Linked DNA regions of Mus musculus: region 2 is linked to region 1. A link is a contact called in public Hi-C data. All regions are on one chromosome and are shown on one strand. The core of a region is the stretch at or near the end of the contact, and the rest is flanking DNA. Distances in the headings are between cores, read along the strand shown. Region 1 has its middle 38 kb from the start of Rxra. Region 2 overlaps Rxra (retinoid X receptor alpha).

Region 1 (4,850 bases), core at 900-3,399:
TCAGTGGTTAAAAGCATTGGCTGCTCTTCCAGAGGACCAGGGTTCGAGTCCCATCATCTACGTGCCAGTCTGTAAGTACAGCTGCAGAGAATCTGATGCCCTCTTCCAGCTTTCACCTGGGACACAGACATATAGGCGAATGCTCTCACCTACAAAATAAAGAAATCATTTTTTAAGGAGAAAGGAGTGGGGGATTGTTAGACCTTTGTTCTCTGACAGGTCTGCTGGGCTGGGGGTGAGCTCTGGAGCTGCTCACCCCACTTCCTGGTCTGCTCCATTCCACAGGCCAACACCAAAAGGCCTTCTAGGTTCCAAACCCCTCCGAACCTAACACTGATGCCCCATGGCTGGCCAGGACAGTAGGCACACAGCTAGGGGGAAAGAGAAGTTTCGTCTCTGGGAGTCCGGCCAAAGCAAGTCTGCTGCTCTTGAGTTTCCTCCTGGGCCCAGACAGACCCATGTAACTGCTGCCTGCTCGCTCTGAGGACTCAGTCCCCCTGTGGAGAGGCAGGCCCCTTTGTACCTCCACCTGGCAGAGCGGGAGGGAACAGCTTGGGTCTTGCTCTGGGCAGGGGCAGGAGAGGTCTCTGCTTTATAAATCCCCTGGGGTAAGCTCCCCCATCCCTCTGCCTAAGCACAGCCTATCTCTGGCAGCCAGGGCCTTGATCCCAGGTGTGAGACTGTCACCAAGATAAAAGAGACATAATTAAATTCCAATCAGCTGAGTGATTTGTTATCATAATGTAATATTTCCCTCCAGCCCCTGACTCCCACAGATCAGTCTCCATCAGGCCTTCCAGGTGGGGGGTCCCTGCCTGTTACCCTGGGCCCAGCTGCTGGAGGAGCCCCTGGAGGGGGTGTCCACCCAGCCACACACATCCCTCCTCCAGTACCAGGCCCTGAAGGTGATAATGAAGTCATTTTTCTGAGGAATAGTCACCTGGCAGACAGCCTTATCTGGCTAATCGAGCTGGGAAGGCAGGCAGAAGGGAGGCTCAGAGAGGAGAGAAAGAAGGCCTGTCTTCCCGGGGGCATAGCGGGCAAGATAGGTGGGGTCAGATGGTGTGATCTGCCGCCAGCTTGCCCTGTGGCCACACGGGTTGACTTAGGCAGGATCTTCAGCAGGGGCCCTGGCCGACATAGCTGTGGGCAGCGATACTGCCTCAAGAAAAGAGCAAATAGAAACGGTGGTGAAATGCTGTCTTTGGGACTGTGATAACTTGCAGAACCACCATAGAAAGTCTTACAGGGGCGTGTGGCTCCTGACAGCATTCACTCATGGATCCTCTGAAGGACCTTTGAGGAGTGCTTGTCTGTTGGATTCATTTTCTTTTCCTTTTCCTTTTTATTTTTCTCTTTCTCTTTCTTTCTTTCTTTCTTTCTTTTTTTTTTTTTTTTTGGTTTTTTGTTTTGTTTTGTTTTTTCGAGACAGGGTTTCTCTGTATAGCCCTGGCTGTCCTGGAACTCACTTTGTAGACCAGGCGGGCCTCAAACTCAGAAATCTGCCTGTCTCTGCCTCCCAAGTGCTACGATTAAAGGCGTGTGCCACCACCACCCGGCCTCATTTTCTTTATATCTGTGTCTCACATACACAGAATTCTGGTGCCACTGGACACCCCAGGGTACAAACACAAGGGATTCTGTAGTTTCTTAACATGGAGACCCCTGCAGAGAGCTGGAGGCTGAGTTCCTTGTTGTTCACACACTCACTGGTCTAGCGCTTTGGTTTCCTCATGTCTGCCTGTTGGGGTCAGAGGTCATAGTACACTCTCTGCAACCCTAGGCCACTGGATCACCTCCCTGGGTCCTCAGTTTCTTCATCTATGAAATGACTGTCATCATCATAGGTTGTCTGAGGACAGAGGCCCTGGTGTGTCTGGTATAGAGCTGGCTTGTCGCAGCGCTCATTGATGGTGAACAGCATCAGTGAGAAGGAATGATCTGGAAGAGGCAGGGGTGGGAAGGGGCAGTTTGTTTATACCTTTCTGCCTCTGTGGCTTCCACATTTGCTAAAACGAGCCTGTTGACTTTCAGGGGTGGGAAGCACAGGCTGCGTGTGGCCAGCTTGGCAGACAGGAGGGGTGAGTGGGCAGCTACCAGGCAGTTGGCCCAGGCTCCCTTGTAGGCAAGTCTACTCAGGGCCTTGCACTCAACACATGGAGGGAGGAACTGATGGCAGAGGCCAGCAAACCCTGGGGCCCATCCCAGATTGGCATGTGCAGGGTGGCCAGTTTCACCTCAAGCTCCCCCTCTCAGAGTCAAACTGTTTCTACATGGAGGGGCACACTGATGAAGAATCCCCCAAATTCCAGGAAGGAAGGAGGTCCCAAGAAGTGTGGGAAGTTTCTGAACTTCCAGGGTCAAGATGAGGCTCAGACACATTGTATCAGCCAGAGGGGTCTCTCATAGTTAGGCGGCTTCTGTCTGGGCCAGGTCAGATCCCAGCACAGACCTCCAGCTGGTGCTGGTGCTGGGCTCTAGGGGCCAGGTCACTTCTGAAGAAAAAGAGAGAAAGATCCGTATTTGGAGTCATGATAGGACACAGAAGGACCTTTCCTTCGTCACCACCACCCCCTTTTTGAGACAGGGTCCCATGTGCCCCTAGGCTGGCCTGAAATTCACTATACAGCCAAGGACAACCTTGAATGAGTGCATCCTACTCCCTCCACCCCCAGAGGCTGGATGGCAAGCACACACTGCCATAGCTGGTTTGTTTGATTCTGGAAATGAACCCAGAGCTTCCTGCGTGTTTCTCACTGAGTTACATTCCCAGCCACAAATGTGACATTATTTAACACACACACAGCCCCAACCACATGCACTGGGGTGTATGTGTGTGTGTGGAATCTCAGTCTGGTAGGGCTTCCCCAAGAGTTCCTGAGGCCCAACCACTGGACAGGCAGCTGCCCAGAGGACTGGGCTATGACATACCCATTCTGGAACATATCTGAGAACCACTGAAGCTGTGAAATCAGATAGGGACACTCAATACAGATAGTGGGGCTTCTGGACCGTCTGTGGCCAGATCACCTCTCCAGGAGCTGCGTGCCTATGAAGGGCAGAAAACAACCCCCAGCAAGCCATACATACCAGAGCACCCAGAGCTGTGCCCCTAGACCCCATGCTGGTAAAAAGTCAATTCCAGCCCTGTGTAGAACACTGGAAGAAACCAGGCATGTTTGAGTCCCTCTACTGGTACATATAACCCCAGTGTGAGACCCAGATGTGGATGGGCCTCTGTACAAGCCTAGAGAAACTTGGGTCTCCAATAATAACAGCTAGGTTAGTGCTGTAGTGCAGCCCACATGGGCTACCTGCAATCTATTTCTCTTGGCTTACTGGGAGAGTTGGGAACCAGTTTCAGTGGGAGCATAACCCTGGTTGATTAGTCATGTCTGTCACAGGTACAGGAAAGGGCTTGACAGCCAGAGAACTATCTTCTGACTATCTCCCAACATTGTTCTCCCTACCTGCTGGTGTGGGCCCAAAGCATCTCTCCTTTCCCATTAGAAACACCTATGTCTCTCTCTGAAGCCTCTGTGACACAGGCTGTCACCCCTAAGCCAGCCATACATCTGTTGGCCTGCTTCTGTGTCTGGCTATCCATCTGTCCCTTCATCTGATGGCTTGGTCATTCAACAAGCCCAAGGAATGGTCTATTGGGTAAAGGTGTTAGAAGGTGACCAGTGACTTCCAGGCATATCCGCACTTGAGGATCTTCAGATCCTTGCTGTTGAGTATCCTTGGCTGTAAACATGATTCTAGAGCTGGTGGGATAGACTGAACCCACAGAATGTCCCAGATAACCAGATAGCTGGCTCTATGAGGACCCTGAGCTCTAGGTAGGAGCTTCAGTGGGAAGGGGTCTTCTTCCTTCCAGGGAGGGGCAGCAAGGAGACAGAGTATACACAGGAGGTACCTAGGAACGATATATGTGCAGAATGGCCCAGGAGATGATCTTGGTATAGAACCCTGACCTCCAATCAGCCTGGCCTAAGTCAAGTTCACCTCCCTTCTGCCACCCCAGGGCCACTGCTAAATATCTCTAGGCTTCATCGTCCTCATCTGAGAAATGGGGGGTCATCCTCACCTTGTGGAAGCAAGGAGGCACAGAGTGGGACACAGGCAGTAGGTAAGAAGGTTAGAGTCCCGGGCTGGAACAGTCTCATCATGGCAAAGACTAAAGCTGGTACATGGGCTGCTGCCAGCATTTCCCAAGAGTTGTCCTGCTAGCTCCTGCCTACAGATGAACGAGTCAGGAAAGGGCCCAAAGCCTCACAAGAGGGAAGGAACATTTTGGGGAGAGGGAAGAGGCAGCTCGCGCCAAGATGGTTATAACATCCTAGTTCACGCTGTGCAGAACTGGAAAGCACCCAGCCTCCCAACAATAATGTGTGGGGTGTGGGGAGCCAGTGGTCACAGAGACAGCTGCATGGACCCTGTGGGCACAGTGTTTGGCAGAATCTGCATCAGGGTGGGTGTTGGTAGGATGGATGGAGGGGGTGTACGCACACTAGAGAGGCCTCTGGTGACTTGGATCCACTCTGCTGCCCCTAAGACTTGCCGCCCTACTTACAGTCTAGGCAAGAAACTCCAGTATCTGGGGGTTGAGGACCAACTTCAGCCTGTCATTAATAAAAGTGTCATCCCCCTGCCTTCCCCTTGCTGTACCTCAGTCTTCTCCACTCCAAATTCAGTGGCCATAATTTCTCTTAGCCTGAGAATAGGAGCATGGCACCTGAGCATTCAGAAAGGATCAGCCACTGTTTCTCTGGATAGAACTTTCCAGAAGAAAGAGCTGCTGTGGACCCGGATAACTTCAGCACTGCACTCCCTCACCACATTCCTCC
Region 2 (4,200 bases), core at 119-2,618, 110 kb before region 1:
GAGGGCTGAAGGGGGGAGGGCTTCATAGCTCCCAGCAGCCACCTCCCAGGGAGGAGACTTCTCTCCCTGCCCATCTCCCCTCAGTCCTCCCAGGATCCCACTGGGCTCCCTTTCTTGCCACAGCTCTGCATCGATTCTGAGTGACATTTTTAATCCCCTGGCTACCGCTCCTTGCTGGGCCCACCAATACCATTGCGCTGGGGTTCTCCCACGTTGGGGGCCAAGCTCCCCAAACCCAATGACCTGGTTGTAGCAGAGACTTTCTACCTGTGAACAAGCCAAGGATGGGAGGCTGATCTGACGCCTGCAGAACACCAGCTGGGCTGAGGAACTGGGCAGAGGCTGGTGTTTTGCAAGCTTGGCTCTTTTGGAAAATCTGACAGCAGGTTGGGGCTGGTGTAGAGTTGAATGCCATGGGCAGATGGTGCCCAGTCTATGGGGGCTGCAAAAGGCTGCCAGACTCCATCCCTTCCCAGCTGGGCTTCTACAGGCCCTCCATGTGGCTGCCAGTGCATCTGTGTTAGGGTCACTCCACAAGTCACTGAGGGCTCTGGCCACTCAGCCCACCAATATTAAGCAGCCCCACTGAGAGACACCTGAACAGACCAATTGTAGCCAGGGTCAGGCAGCCACCCTATCCCAAAGCCAGATGACAAAACTCTTCTTCCACCTCAGGCTAGGACAATGTCAACTCAACAGCCTCACCTTCCCAGATGGGAAAAACAGACTCTGAGGGCCAAGTGCCACAGCAAACGGCAGGCTCTGGAATGAGCGGTATACCTTGAGCAGATGTGGTACTTTGGGCAATTCCTCTAGCATCTCTGTGTCCCACTTCCTGTAAAATGTCAATGCAGAGTCTGCCCTTCAGGGGACCCTGAAAGAAGTACCTGAGCAGGCTGGGCCCCACCCTGCTGGCCCAGTTTCATTCCCCAGTAAGGGACTTCCTTGCTCACAGAGACAGCCTTGGGATATGGGAAGCCCAGAAGGAGGCAACCCAGAAGGCAGGCCCTCACCGCAGCCAGTTATCCCTGAGAGCTTGGCCATGGGCGGGTGAGGGGCTCCTCACACCTGCCTCCCATGCGGGGGCAGCTGAGAATTAATTAGCAAATGTTTTGTGAAGCACTTTGAAGCCTCCAAAGGCCCCAGCAGCTCAGGGCGGCATCGTTATAAATATTATCGTTTTATTTATAGACAGCGGAGGGGGCAGAGGGAGTAGGGGATTTATGTTTTGCCAGCTCAATCACCTTTTAGACACACTCATGTTTGACTTATGCTCCACTGGCGCCCGGAAGCCTCGGGCGGGAGGCGTCTGTAAATACAGAGCCTCGTTATCCTTCCAAGCCCGCGCAGGCCTTGCGGGGGAGGTGGCTGCCGCAGACTGAGATTCCCTCAGCCTGCTGGTGGTGCCTGAAGCCTGTGGTTCAGCCCTCCCAAGATCCAGATGCAGGCTGAGCAGGAGATGACCCTCCTCCAGCACACCTGGCTCCCACTTAGGACACACAGTCAAAAGTGGAGTGTTTGGGGTACTGCTCAGCCACTGGGCACAAGCAGAACTGAGGGACCTGAACAGGATATAGAGGCAAATGGCTATCCCAGATCCTAATGCTTCCCAAGTTTGGGGCTCTGCCAGAAACTGTGGCCTTCCTCTGTCCCCTTAAAAGCCCAGAGCTGGGCCTTGGAATAGGCAGGACCAGGTTCTATCAACACTGGCCTTATTGCCCCTTCTGAATACCCAGGCAGTGTTGGACGGCTTCTTCCCAAGGTCCCAAGCTCAGGGTATGATATTCCCTCCCTCAAGGACAAGTCTGGGGCAAGTCCCAAGAAGAGTGAAGACACAGACAGGCATGCATCATGCACAAACAACACAAAAATACACAGTGGTCACCATGCTCCAACCTCACTACCAGCTGAGCTTGAGCTGTCTTCTGCTCTGTCCCACAAACTGTTTACTGAAGCCCCATGTTCAGATGGAGACACCAGGCCCAGAGAGGTAAAGACCTAAGCCCAGAGAAACAACTAAGGTAGGGCCATTTCCCTATAGCAGAAATGGTGGGTACACCCCTGTCTCTGTCTGTCTGTCTCTGTCTCTGTCTCTCTCTCTCTCTCTCACACACACACACACACACACACACACACACACACACACACACACACACGAAACTGCCATTTCCGCACCCAAGTGCTCCAGAGCCAGAGAACAGGGTGCAGGAAGCTAAGAGAGTCAGGAAGGAAATGCAAAGAGGCCTCAGGGGAAGGGAGCTGAGGATGGGGTGTGTAGTGTGCAGCCTCTCCAGCCTGCAGATCATCACACTTGCAGGGCCCCCAGCCCTACCACCACCTGCCCCAGCCAACAGGTCCAGGCCCAGCCTGAGAAGGGCACTGCCTACCCCCAGCTGGGGAATGCTGCCAAACAAGTCCCCGTGGCTGCTTGCACACGCAGGCCCCTGCTATTGCCCAACATAGATGCTATCAGCCTGCAGTATCCTTCATCAGCCTGAAGACAGGGTGCCTTTCCCAGGGCAGGGCCACCCCACAGGGAGACACAGCCTTCTTGTGGTCAGTTCCCTCCTCACAGCACCTCTACACCCGTCTCGGTTCCCTGGGTTATGTGTGACCAAGCCTGGAAGACAGAGATCATTAGATTCCAGCTCCAAGGCTTAATGACTGCTGCTCACCGGGGCTGGGTACCTGGGGGCTGAGCTAGCACGGGAGCCGACGGTGCACGTCCTGCGTTCTCTGGGCCAAAGGCCCTGTGTTGGCAACCGGCCTCACAACTTCTCCAAAGGCTGTCAGACTATTCAACTCTTACAGCCAACAGCCCCACCCACTACTCATAGAACTCTCCTAGTGGTTAGCCCAGGAGAACAGAAGGAATCAAATATTAATTCAGTCTGGGACTGGTCCAGATCCCAGGGTGGGGTGGGGGCAGTGTCCAATACCTAAAAGCAAGTAGAAGTAGGGACCAGCTCTTGGGAATCCTCAAAGACCCCTGCACAGTGGGCTCCCAGGATACTCTAGGGCCAACCATCTCAAGAGCAGGGCTGTGGACTACGGCCACAGGCATTGGGAAATAGGATAGGTCTCAGGTAGGCAAGAAAAAGTCCCTTCCCCCAGCCAAGGACCAGACATGGAATGGCAGTGCCCACCGGGCCTAAGGACCTCCAGACATCTTAGAGCTGCCACACAGATATACGTGCAGCCCAAGGGGCCAAGTTGCATGGCTTCTTTGTTTAGGGCAAGACAGAGCTTCACAGGGCTTATACTGAATACTCAAAAATCCAGCTGGAACAAAGAGGCACGGGGGTGCATCTCTCCAGTGGAATGGGTAAAGCATTTCTCAGGTGTCACACAGTGTAGCCCAAGGAACAGAGCGGGCTGCAGTGGAGTTCTCTTTTCTGCACCCCACTTCTACTTCTGTGCAAGACAGGTAGCGTTAGGCAAAGGCATGGGGGGACAAGGACTGGAGAGGGGGTGCTCAGTGCCCCACCCACAGGAAGTACATAGTAAGACCTAGACGACTCCAGACTCCCTACCTCAAGATTTACTGTTCCATTGGGATTAGGGGACATCATGTACAATGCCCACACCTCTGGAAGCTCAGGCAGCTGTAATCTGAATGCCAGCACCCAAGGTTAACCACTGGAGCAATGGTAGAAGGGTCATGTTAGAGCTAGAGAGTCCCTCTCTGGGGTCAGAACTCTAGTGCCCGCCACATGCCAGGTGTGCTAGTAGCCTTGGCTTTCACAGACACTACTCCCTTCTGCTGGCACACAGTACCTAATCTGTCCATGCTCAGGCGTCAGTCTGAACATATCTCTACATGGAGCCATGCTCACCACCCAACACTGGGTCAGGTACCAGCTCCCAAGCTCATGCTGACCAAAGCCAGGGACTACCTGTTTATCTGGTGGTCCATTTCAGGAGATGGGAGCTCATACCCAGAGATCATTAACAGTGCCCATCACCAGGAATAGCACTGAGAAAGAGTGCACTCAGGGCTGAGCTCAGCTCCTGAGAGGCTCATACAGCCTCAGGTCCACCTTCTGGCCGAGGCCCACCCCAGATCTACCACTCAAGGACCTGTCCTCCAGAGGGTATGCTGTATCAGCTACTCCCAGCAAGTGCTCCCTTGAGGGCATGTCCCCAAGGACAGACAATGTACCCCCTCCATTGGCAGAGCACTTCCTCCCTTTGCTTTCT

What was found. A called contact is a pair of places that touch in the nucleus more often than the background predicts.
Region 2: a Hi-C map of cerebral cortex shows a contact between it and region 1, with 2.1 times the contacts expected there. The contact joins two enhancer-like sites. A contact is called at or near these places in 3 of 484 Hi-C or Micro-C datasets (cerebral cortex, hematopoietic stem cells and liver), 7 of 115 datasets of contacts at active chromatin or transcription factors (embryonic hindbrain, embryonic stem cells, epiblast stem cells and 1 more) and 3 of 9 other capture datasets (adipose tissue, embryonic stem cells and liver).

Annotation. Positions count from the first base shown.
Region 1 is chr2:27,637,065-27,641,914 of GRCm38.p6, reverse strand. No RefSeq gene overlaps it. Among named protein-coding and RNA genes, the nearest start is that of Rxra, 38 kb to the left of the region's middle. Within about 2 kb of position 2,149, at least 12 of the 459 cell types and tissues checked have an H3K27ac peak or open chromatin away from gene starts, as enhancers often do. A contact at or near this core is called in cerebral cortex and liver, where this site is marked.
Region 2 is chr2:27,743,264-27,747,463 of GRCm38.p6, reverse strand. All of the region lies in intron 4 of Rxra (retinoid X receptor alpha), which reads right to left. Among named protein-coding and RNA genes, the nearest start is that of Rxra, 68 kb to the right of the region's middle. Within about 2 kb of position 1,368, at least 121 of the 459 cell types and tissues checked have an H3K27ac peak or open chromatin away from gene starts, as enhancers often do. A contact at or near this core is called in cerebral cortex and liver, where this site is marked.